3 separate regions of the Mus musculus genome follow, and all the other regions are linked to region 1. The links are chromatin contacts, called in public Hi-C and HiChIP or PLAC-seq maps. All regions are on one chromosome and are shown on one strand. The core of a region is the stretch at or near the end of the contact, and the rest is flanking DNA. Distances in the headings are between cores, read along the strand shown.

The links. Hi-C and Micro-C count contacts between places; a contact is called where the count stands out from the background. HiChIP or PLAC-seq counts read pairs in DNA pulled down with a chosen protein or histone mark.
Region 2: a Hi-C map of the G1E-ER4 cell line shows a contact between it and region 1, with 2.5 times the contacts expected there. The contact joins two enhancer-like sites. A contact is called at or near these places in 1 of 39 promoter capture datasets (embryonic stem cells), 4 of 15 datasets of contacts at CTCF or cohesin (the G1E-ER4 cell line, the NIH/3T3 cell line, embryonic stem cells and 1 more), 86 of 484 Hi-C or Micro-C datasets (the AML12 cell line, the AtT-20 cell line, B cells and 35 more), 23 of 115 datasets of contacts at active chromatin or transcription factors (the 230-238 cell line, CD8 T cells, the NIH/3T3 cell line and 8 more) and 4 of 9 other capture datasets (adipose tissue, embryonic stem cells, liver and 1 more).
Region 3: an H3K27ac HiChIP or PLAC-seq map of regulatory T cells shows a contact between it and region 1, with 3 times the contacts expected there. The contact joins two enhancer-like sites. A contact is called at or near these places in 3 of 39 promoter capture datasets (the C10 cell line, the HPC-7 cell line and stem cell-derived epiblast-like cells), 1 of 15 datasets of contacts at CTCF or cohesin (the NIH/3T3 cell line), 20 of 484 Hi-C or Micro-C datasets (B cells, CD4 T cells, CD8 T cells and 13 more), 15 of 115 datasets of contacts at active chromatin or transcription factors (the 230-238 cell line, CD8 T cells, bone marrow-derived dendritic cells and 9 more) and 3 of 9 other capture datasets (adipose tissue, liver and pancreatic islet).

The regions. Positions count from the first base shown.
Region 1 is chr6:22,328,958-22,332,480 of GRCm38.p6, reverse strand. It overlaps Fam3c (family with sequence similarity 3, member C), which reads left to right. Exons shown (of 10, transcript NM_138587.4): 4 at 2,873-2,902. Among named protein-coding and RNA genes, the nearest start is that of Fam3c, 25 kb to the left of the region's middle. Within about 2 kb of position 1,685, at least 62 of the 459 cell types and tissues checked have an H3K27ac peak or open chromatin away from gene starts, as enhancers often do. A contact at or near this core is called in B cells, CD8 T cells, the G1E-ER4 cell line and 10 more, where this site is marked.
Region 2 is chr6:22,442,075-22,445,597 of GRCm38.p6, reverse strand. No RefSeq gene overlaps it. Among named protein-coding and RNA genes, the nearest start is that of Gm38773, 52 kb to the right of the region's middle. Within about 2 kb of position 1,842, at least 75 of the 459 cell types and tissues checked have an H3K27ac peak or open chromatin away from gene starts, as enhancers often do. A contact at or near this core is called in CD8 T cells, the G1E-ER4 cell line, Th1 cells and 3 more, where this site is marked.
Region 3 is chr6:22,422,642-22,426,164 of GRCm38.p6, reverse strand. No RefSeq gene overlaps it. Among named protein-coding and RNA genes, the nearest start is that of Gm38773, 32 kb to the right of the region's middle. Within about 2 kb of position 1,809, at least 88 of the 459 cell types and tissues checked have an H3K27ac peak or open chromatin away from gene starts, as enhancers often do. A contact at or near this core is called in B cells, CD8 T cells, the G1E-ER4 cell line and 9 more, where this site is marked.

The DNA.
Region 1 (3,523 bases), core at 436-2,935:
TCCTAATTGCAGCCCTGGGGACAAATCTTTCGGTTTTGATGGGTTTTGGATACAAGTAAACTAACCGTGTCTAGAAGTGCTTCTTGAGAATGGCTTTCCCTTCAAGCCTCTCATCAGCTAACACATGTTCCACGGAGGGCGATTTACCCTGAAGCCCGATGACTCACAAACAGATTTCCAGGCCGTTGTCTTTAACTAAGTAGCAATTACAGATCTGGCATCTGAAATGTAACCAGCAAAATGATCTGATTGTTTTCAAATTTTTAGACATTTATTTCTACTGTTTCATGTATGTGGGTGTTTGGCCCACATGTTACGTCTTTGCAGTACTCTTATACATGGTGCCTGAGGGTGTGGTGAGCCTCCAGGTGGGTGCTGGGAGTGGAACCCAGGTCCTTTGCAACAAAAGTGCTCATAACCACGAAGCCAGCTCCCCGGTCCTAGAGTTACTCTGCCCTTCCTTCTCTGAGACTACTTAAAAAAAAAAAAGTCACCACATCTCATTTTCTGGAAGAGTTAACTGTAAAGGTCCCTACCCTGCCACTGTGCTCTGGGACTGACTGGTGATCTGTCTGCTCATAGTCACCCTTTAGAAGTGAGTGGTGCAGCCAGCCTGAGTGCTATATGAGATGATTCTGTTTGGGACCAGCAGGATTGCTCAGCAGGGAAACAATGCTTGTCGTCAAGCCTGACTTCTTGAGTTCAATTCCTAGGACCCACATGGTAGAAGGAGAGAACTGGCTCTTGTAAGTTGTCCTCTGGGATTTCCACGTGTGTCCCTTGGCACGCCCGTATCCATACATATACAACATATGCATACACATTACATTGTATGCATACACCTCAATAAGTAAATGTAATGAGAAATTAAACATACACTAAAAAATAGAAGCTAGCTCCACCAATCACAATTATGACCTAAAACACACACGAGTTAACTGCTCTGTCTTCCGTTTCCTTATATCTGAAACGCGATGACCATGTCAGTAATCACCAAGAAGTACTTGACAGAGCTAACACATAGGAAAGAGTGGAATTATTTAGTTCTGTTCTGATCTTCCTCTCCCATTCCCTATTACCATAATAGATCAGATGACCTGCCGTCTAATTAGCCCAGCACGGGTCAGGGAGAGTGGAATTCCTGATTTTAACAGTACTCCTTTCTAGAAATTTAAACACCTGAGTCTGGTGATATATTCTTTTCTTTAACTAATTAATTAGTTAATTAATAATGTTTGGTTTGTGCTTTTTTGAGACAAGGTTTCTCTGTGTAGCTCTGGCTATCCAGTCTGTAGACCCGGCTGGCCTCAAACTCAGGTCTACCTGTCTCTTCCTCCTGAGGGCTGAGATTAAAGGCGTGTGCCACCTTCAGCCAGCTAATTGCTTTTTTTGTTAACTGTGCTTATTAGTGTGGTGTGTGTGTGTAAACATATTTGTATATGTGTGTTGGTACATGTGTTCATGGCGCATGAGTGGAGGTCAGAGGACCACCTGGGAGAGTCAGGTCTCTCCTTCCAGCGTCTGGATGCTGGGAACACCCGGCTTGGTGTCAAGCCTGCCGCTACCCATTGCACCTTCACATCGTTTTTCTTCTTAAAGACAGACTGAGGTTGAGCGTGTCTAGCCTGCACATTGCTGACTTAGTTCTGGGGGTTAGTTTTCTCATTCGAAAGAGCGAAAGCATCGGATCTGATCTCTGTAATTATACCAGGAAATGGAAAGAGTGAGCTAGGGAAACCGCAGCACCTGCGTGTGTGCTTGCTCCACTCCTTTTACCCCTCCCCCTTTCTGCTTGTTATTTGCTTGTTCGTGGCTGTCTTTCCTTGGGAATCATTTCTGTGCCTGGGTTATGGAGTTGGGGAGGCTGTTGTGCTGTGTCCAGGGCATTACTCTTTCCCTGCATTCCAGCTGTGTGACTTTAGTGGTGTATAATATTCTCCTAAGTGTTCTGAGAGTTGAAGCCTCTGACTTGGTTTCTTCTCTTAAAATACCTCGCCACTCCCTTTCAGCTTTAACTTTCTGTTCTATCATTTGAATAGTAGACTTGCAGGAAACTCACAGTTATCAAAAATAGTACAGAAGTAAAAACTTAAGTGTCTATTTATAGTCAGACAGCTGGCCAGCTTCTTTCACTGTGTACTAATTTGCCAAAGCAGGAGCCAGCTGCCCACAGTACTTTGATGGTCCCTGTCCACATTTCTTGGACTGGGATCAGACACTGGAGTGTTACAGAGCGCCAAGCGTAACTGTGAAGGAGGACAGTTGAGACCCACTGTGGGGGCTAAGAGCTGACCTTTGCCCTTCCTTGAACTGATGAAGTAAACTCTTAGTAACAGCATTAATATCATTATGCCAACCAGTACACTTTTGTTCTGAGAAATTCAGGTTCCCCAACTTTTACCTCTTTGGACTTCCAAAGCCTTGCAACCCTCCCCGCCCCCCAAGATGGGTTTATGAACGTTCTCCAGGGCTGTGTGGGTACCCAGCACTGGCCAGCAGCAGCAGCCGTGGCAGCAGAAGCAGCATCATTTAAATATTATCATGTTCATCAACACACACTGTAGTCTTTTAAAGATATATTTTCAGGCTGACTTTTTGAGTAGGATCCAAATTTGCAGTAAATAATCAAATAGAATGTTTAAAATGACATTTCACTAATAAAACACAGCTTCTCCAGGATTTCAGCACACACTTGCCCATAATGAATTACATAGTGGGCAGGTAACTGCTTCTCTGAAGTGATATTGTGATGTAGATGCGCAGTCATTCACACACACATTGCTTAGGCTTATTAGAAGCTTTAATATGTTGAAAGTAGGTCATTGCCAATGGGCCTGTGCTTTCTAATAGTCTTAACTGTTTCTCTCCTTAGCTCGATCCGCGCTGGACTCAGCCATTCGTTGTAAGTCTCTCATCTTGGTGTTTTATAAGTACTTTATCCTGTGTGTTCATTGGAAAGCTTTTATCCAACGAGTGTGGGCAGGTTGTGAACAAACCCTGAAGGAGACAAGTTGTGTTGGATGTCCTACTGTCATAGGCTCTTCATTCCCACTGGGCGTTTGCTCTTCACTTGGGTTCTGACCCATGGCGTAAGCACAGACGATGTTTATCGAATAGAGGAGTCTGCTGCCGCTGATACCTGGATGGATGGAAGGACTGAGCTTTCACTGATCCTGGCTTTGGACTAGACAATGCAAAGGAGCCAATTAAAAAGCCTCAGGCACCCTGAAATTTAACTTCCAGAATGATTAAGTAAAATCTGCCTTGCTGAGCAAGATCATATGGCACGATCCATTTCTGTCAGGTTAGCTCATTCCTCACGAGGGTCTGAATAAGGGAGCCTTTTTATATTGGAAGCTTTGCCTTTCTTCTTGTTCTTTTGATACTCTTAGAGAAAAACATTCTGACAGATTTTGAAAGTTTTTATTTATTTATAGTTTATTAAAGAATGTGTGTCTCGCCTTTTTAATTAATTTTTAAAGTATGTGTGGTGTACAGCCTGCATGGATGTATGCTCACCACG
Region 2 (3,523 bases), core at 593-3,092, 110 kb before region 1:
CAAAGCTCTCCTCTGTCCAAGTATGAGTGCTTTCTGAGGACTGACCAGTTGGTACAAAAACCAGCAACAGCAGCTTCCTTTTCAGATGCACTGCTTGTCTATGTAGAGAGTGGACAACTGAGAGTGGACGACTCCTCCTCCTGTGCTGAGGTCCCTTGTTGGGATGGTGGCAGGTGCCATTCCATCAGACCGTGCATACCTTTCCTGACTCCAGCTTTTCTATATGTGCATCTGTCCTCCCTTCAATTCATCGTTGGAGTTCTAGGACCCAAGCAGTATGGCACACTCTACTTGAGCAAGCTACTTTTGCTTCTGCTTTATTACCTGCAAGACAGAAAGGATAACAAAGCCTATCTCAGGAAGATGTTGCAGTAAGCGAGGTATTCCTTGGAAAGTGCTGAGTGTCCAGACTTTGACCTTGCTGCCACTAAGAAGGAGATTACCTAGGGGAGAGCCTTCTGACCTTGATGGCTCTATTTGCTCTTCTCCAAGACTCTGCTTCCTGCTGAAATGTCCTTGAGGCAGTCCGGAGACACACCCTGTAGATCGCCTACAGGCTGGCCCCAGGCACCAAGAATGGGCTGGGGGGTGGGGGGGAATGGGCCTACCCTCTTTATAAGCACGGACTCTCAGTAAACTTCAGAGGCCTTGAACAGAAACATGTCTTGGCCTCCATTATTTCTCTCGTAGTTCTCTCCCATACAGCTCCGGCCTCCCATTCAGGAACCCAGTTAGTGTGGCCGCAGTCGGCTACAACTGAGAACATGGTCCAGTCCATAGTAAGGGCTTTGTGTGTTCAACTTGTGGCTTTAGACAAAGCAAATACTTCAATCTGAAGAACAGTTGTGGCTAGCTCTGTCCTAAAGCTGGAGAAACAGAAGCACAGAGTAAGGATACGTTTCCCAGTGTCAAGATGTAACACACACAGTCAGGCCAAGGCACTGGTTTTTCCACCTGCCTATTCCCCGCCTCTCCCTGGAACAGCTTTTGAAGGCTAAAGTATACATCAAGAAGGTGAGCAAAACAATAACCCACGTCACGACCTGTTTTCTCCTTAAATCAAAGAGGATGTGAAGCCCTGGTTGTAATTCGTCTTTCACATTTGAGGTCTCTGAAAGGAAAAGCGCGGTTTAATAGAAAGAGCACTCCCTGTCACGCACCTTGCCAGACTCTCGCTGCTTATAGACAGGTTGTGCGAGTTCTCTGAGCGTGCCTGGTCACTCAAGATACCACAGAGCCACCGACAACACGCCTTGTTCTGCCGCCTCAATGGCATAACATACACACAAACACAGTCATGACTGTAGGCAAATATGCTAGAAAGACTTGACCCTTCTTAAAGTATGTAGGCTGTTTAAACAGTACCTAGAGCTGTTGTGTGAAGCTGAGTGGTAAGTTCACAGAGATGACATGGGAGAAAAACCTCACACTGGTAGAAGTGTAGAGAGTAGTGGCTGGAATTGAATTCCCACCCATCCAGTTGCATAGCCTGCCCTCTGAATGGTGAAGCTACTTTAAGATCAGATTATACCTTGAATAAATGCAAGCCATTATTTTCCAGAAAACAAAAAACCTTCATTTTCTGGCTCACCAGCTGAGCTGTTCTTTGCTTGGGTTATATGCTCTGGACGTTTAATTTCCTCCCTTTTGTGAGTGGAAAACCGGATGGCTGCCCTATCCTTCCCACAGCACTTCCCCCACTCTCCCCGATCCAGGGCCCTGTCATTCCGACTCTTGTTCACACACTACCATTCATTGTGCAGGTGGGTGGAGCAGGAAGGTGACGACTCCTGGGCAGACACTACTCAGATCAGTCACAGCAGCTCCGGTTACACATCTAGAGATCCACATGCCCAGTTGGATTCAGTTTACCAAGTCAGCTCTGTGGCCCAGCGCTGTGTGGACTCTCCCAGTCTACCATAGAGCAGTCAGAAATGAGCAGACCACGGGACTACTGGATTTTAAGACAAACAAACACAGTGTAGTTCTGCAGCTCTACCCAAAGGATACCTGCAGCTTCAAACTGGGCTATCTGTTCTTCTCTAATCAGCCTCCTACCCTCCCCACTCCATCCCATCTCCTGGATGTCTTTAGTAGCAACATCCTCCTTTCATGTTAGACCTTCCCTTTGTCCCACACCATCACATTTGAGCCTCACAGCTAAGAAGAGGACAGAGCTCGAGCACAGATGCCTGTCATTCTGTATGGAACATCAGAGCTATTTTTGCTATTCTACAGCTGCCTTTACAGCATTAGCCTTGTCAAAACAACCCCTCTGCGTTATTAATATTAACTGAAAGGCATAATCAACTGACAGAGCATGAAAAGTATTTTTTTCTCTTTCTCTCTCATTAAACGGGAATGTTCCTTAGTCTGGTTTGATATTCTCATTGTTTTCCTCTTTGTCATTTAAAATCTAATGGTGTGCTTTACGCTAGTTTGTATTTTATCTTCCAGCTACAAGACATCTTGCTAAATATAGTCATACACATTTTAATGTTTTAACGATTTGTAAAGATAGCGACTCATTATTTAAATTATTTTTTGGATGAACATGAGATAGCTTTAAGTGACAAATTACTTTTTAATTATATTGGTATTATTTGGTTCCTAGGGCTCTTTTACCATGGATACAAATGTTGGCACTGCAAAATGCCTTAGAGCTAAAGTCCTGCCTAGACTTCCAAGTCCATGCTTTTCTTCCTGCTCGGTGGGTCAATCCAATACTGGGGGAGAGGAGACGGAGCAAAGGGCAGTGTCTGACTATGGGTTCGCCCCTGGCTTGGAGTTCACCAAGTAGACTAAGCTGGAGTCATAAATTGCAACACTCCTTCTGTCTTTGTTTCCATGGTGCTGGTGGGTGACCAGCCACAGCCAGTTTAACACGACCTTTAAAAATCAGATAAAGCCCGGCGTGGTGGCTCACACCTTTAATCCCAGCACTCAGGATGCAGAGGCGGGCGGATTTCTCAGGTCAAGGCCAGCCTGGTCTACAAAGTGAGTTCCAGGACAGCCAGAGCTATGCAGAGAAACCCTGTCTCGGAAGAAAAAAAAAATAAAAAAATAAAAAAATAAAAATAAAATAAAAATGAAGCTCACTTCCGTCTGTGTTCTGAATCCTGAGCCTCTTAAGACTCCAGCCATCCTTTCCCACCTGGACCCTGCTTCTTCCCTATGACTCAAGATAGCCAAATGGGTCTCTGAAATACAGATGCCTCCCACATCAAACGACATACAGACAGACCCCCAAAGTGATTCTTCCTGCACTAAAAAGGCACACACCTATCTTAAGCCCCTGAAAATATATATTTACAACTATATATCATATGAAAATCTAGCATCTTTGTTCCCTCTTCAAACCCCAGCCTGCTGGTTTTTATCTGGGCAGCCAGGGTGGGGTTGTTTAGCCTCTCTGGTCCTTTCTTGTTTGTTGCTTTTGCCTCTGTTGGGCTGAATGCTAGGCCAGTGGCAATTTATTAAGTCCTTATAATCCTGGGCAAACAGCCTTGAGGGGTTCGTCCAA
Region 3 (3,523 bases), core at 560-3,059, 94 kb before region 1:
ATTTGTAATTAAGGTTACAGATGGGGCATAACCTGTTCCTTGAGAAACAGATTTAATCAGAACCAGGAATGAATGTAGTCTTGACTATAAGATGGATTTCAAGCCCAAGATGGAGTCAGGCTGATTTATCATGCTAACGCTTGCTTCCATGGCTGCACAAATAGCCCATCTCTTTGTTAACAAATCTCCTTTTAATGCATTTTCTAATTTTCCTGTTTGTACCAGGAAAAGCTCTTGTTGTTTATAAATAAATGCAAACCCTGAGTAATACATTTCCCCTTTAAGAAGCACCATTTGCATTTAGATTTGAATGATGAGTGGGAGTTAGTAGAGAAGAGCAGAGACCAAACTAATCCAGAGTGAAAATTACAGTTAAGGTGATTTTGTTAACCTGTGAGTGGCAGTCTGAATGACAATAACCCCTATAGATTCATGTATTTAAATGCTTGGTTACAACTGGTGGGATTAGGAGGTGTGATTCCCTTTTAGAGGAAATGTGTCTCTGGGAGTGGCTTCAGAGGTTTCAAAAGCCCACACCAAGCCAGTCCCCTCCCCTCTCCCTCTCCCTCTCCCTCTCCCTCTCCCTCTTCCTGTCCTTCTCCCTCTTCCTCCTTCCCTCCTCCTGTCCTTCTCCCTCTCTACCTGGTGCTACAGATCATTATGTAAAGCTCTCAGTTCTATGCCATGCCTGTCTGCTTCCCTCCATGATGATCATGCTAACCTCTGAAATCATAAGCAAGTCCCCAATTAAAAATTCTTCTTTGAGTTGTCTTGCTCGAGTGGTGTCTCTTCACAACTATAGAACACTGCCTAGGACAATGTGAACGTCAGGGGACAAGCTCTGGTGTTAGTGCTCCCCATCTACATTTAAGGCAGAGTCTCTCCTGTTTGCCTCTGTACTATGAACTCCAGGGTAACTGGCACACTAGGTCCTGAAGGAATTCTTCTGTTTATGTCTCAGGTCTTGACACAGGAGAGTTGAGGTTTGTTGTTATGTATTGTAATGCTAAATTCTATAGCAAAGGTCTAGGCATATGAGTAAATTCTCAAGGTTATAAGCTTTTGTTATGTAAACTTTTATCCAAGATTTATAGCTATTGCTTAAATAAAATTGGCTACAGCCAATTACTGGAAGGATTGGTGGTAAGTGGATTTTGAGTTACCTGGTTGGGGGTAGAGAAGAGGGAGGAGTGAGAAAAGACCAAAGAGGGAGAAAAAAAAAGAAAAGATAAGACAAAACAGGTGAGGAGGAGGAAGCCACGGTGAGGGGAGAGGAACTGTGAGCACAAGGCCAGGAAAAACAAGTATCAGGGGTCCACTGCTGAGAGGTGGCCAGGCCAACAGCTAGAAAACCAGATTTAGGATTATCTCCCCCCAGTAATTGACAAAGCCAAATAAAATAACCATAGTCTGAGTCTCATTTATTTGTAGGCTAGGTGGGGATAAGCTTAAATTGGCTATACTAATAGGAGTGCGAGGATAACAGACTTGGGTTACAGCATCCAGCTCTTCATGGTTTCTGAGCATCTGAGCTCAGGTGATCAAGCTTACTCGGTGAGCGATTTTATCTCCTGAACCCTCTCCCTAGACTTAGGCGTTGACTAGAAAGGGGGAACTTCTGCTAAATACACCTAAGTTTTAGGAGACTTCTGAGATACTTTATAAGTAGTTTAGGCTGTCAGTCTATAGCTCAGAAGAGACTTCTAGATCGGGTATATATCGTGTTAGAATCATTGTTCTACATGTGGTAACCAGAACGGAAAGAAGCTACAGAACCACAAAACATACAGTAACAGAAAGAGCAACAGCAGGAAACAGTGCTGAGGGTGGAGCCATCTTCTCAGCTCTCCGACATCATGGAGGAGTCCTTAGAACAGTGAACGGGGGTGTTTGGAACAGGAGTCAACTAGAAAAGATTTGAAGGACTGAAAGCAAGGTGCTAAGGGGGGTGGGGGTGGGGAACGACATGACTCTTTCCACCCTGCTAAATGAACTCTTCTTTCTACTGGCCTGAAGGGTGAATTCTTTCACTGGCTTCCCTATTCCCCATTGCAAATTTTATCTATTTTTCTATTAGTATCAACATGAGCAATCTATGTGCTACAGGGCAAACACACACTGTACTTTCTCTTATTTAATCTCCACTTGGGGACAATTCTTTACTAAGAACACAAGTTCAAGACTGACACAATGTTATTAGTTTGATGGACATGTTAAATTTACAAAGTACATTGATGACGTTAACAGATCTTGGCACAGTCAACTTAAAACTATAAAGTTATAAAATAGCAGGGACCTCAATAACATTATCTCAAGAGTGGTGTGTCTGTAATGAGTACACTATAGTAATCAGCTGTTACGTATCCAACAGCCGGGTTCCTGTCACAGTTTTCAGGGTGGATTGATAATTCATTCGGTTGCCAGTCTGTGTGTACAGGGAAATGAAAACTGTGAGGAAACTTGTGGTTAGACAGCTGCTTCTGGCAAAAATGGGGGGTGGGGGGGTGGGAGGTGGGCGGAGTTAAAAATTAAACAATAAGGAAAAAGAAAAAGACAAGAAAAGAAACCAAGGTGAAAGAAAGGGGAAGTGGGGGGAGGGAGGAACAAAGGGAAGAAGGGAAGTAGAAAAGACTGGCTCTAATTGAAGAGTTTTGTAGGAGACAGACAGACAGACACACAGACAGACGAGACAGATGGGAGCTCACACACATGTGTGCCTCCCCACAGATACACACATACACATAAACATAGAATTCCATTGGGAGTTTTGTGAGAGACAGACAGACACAGATACACACAGAAAGAGAGAGAGAGAGAGATAAAGAGAGAGAGAATTCTGTGGAAATCTCATACTGATAAGAATACTAGGCAAAGCCTCTCAGGAACTGTTTACACTGGCTGTCCTGGGACTTGATCTTTGATCCGTAGGCCAGGCTGACTTTGAACTCAGAGATCTGAAGGCCTCTGCCTTGCAAGTGCTGGGATTGAAGGTGGGCACCACCACAGCTAACTCTATGCTTTCCTTTAGTCCTTTCACCAGCTGGATGCTTAGCTGGACGGGGTCTTGCTCTGAGGTCACCGCTCCTTTTACTCCTCTTAGCATCAGGCTTTTTCTTTAATCTACGCCCTTTTTCTCTTCCAACTGGACATTTTATGTTTCCTTGTTCAGCTTGCTCCTTTTTACTATAGATCTGCATGAGACTGGCTACTAAAGACCACTCTATACAGTAAAAGATAGACTGTTTTGAAATCTCCTCTACCTATGTCATTAATCCAAAAACTCTTCAACTTAGCCTTGGGCAGATTTTTTGGACTAGGGCAGAAAGCAGCCACATCCTTCCAAATATCTAAAATATCAGAAAACATCAAAATAGCCAAATCATCACAAGATCAGTCTTTAGGCTACATAGCAATATTATTCTCACCTGAAACCTCTTGACCCAGATCCCCCACACTTCAGATCACCCTCAGCACCACTGTCCTCCAAGCTCATTAAGCCCCACTTAAAATGTTCAACTGCTTT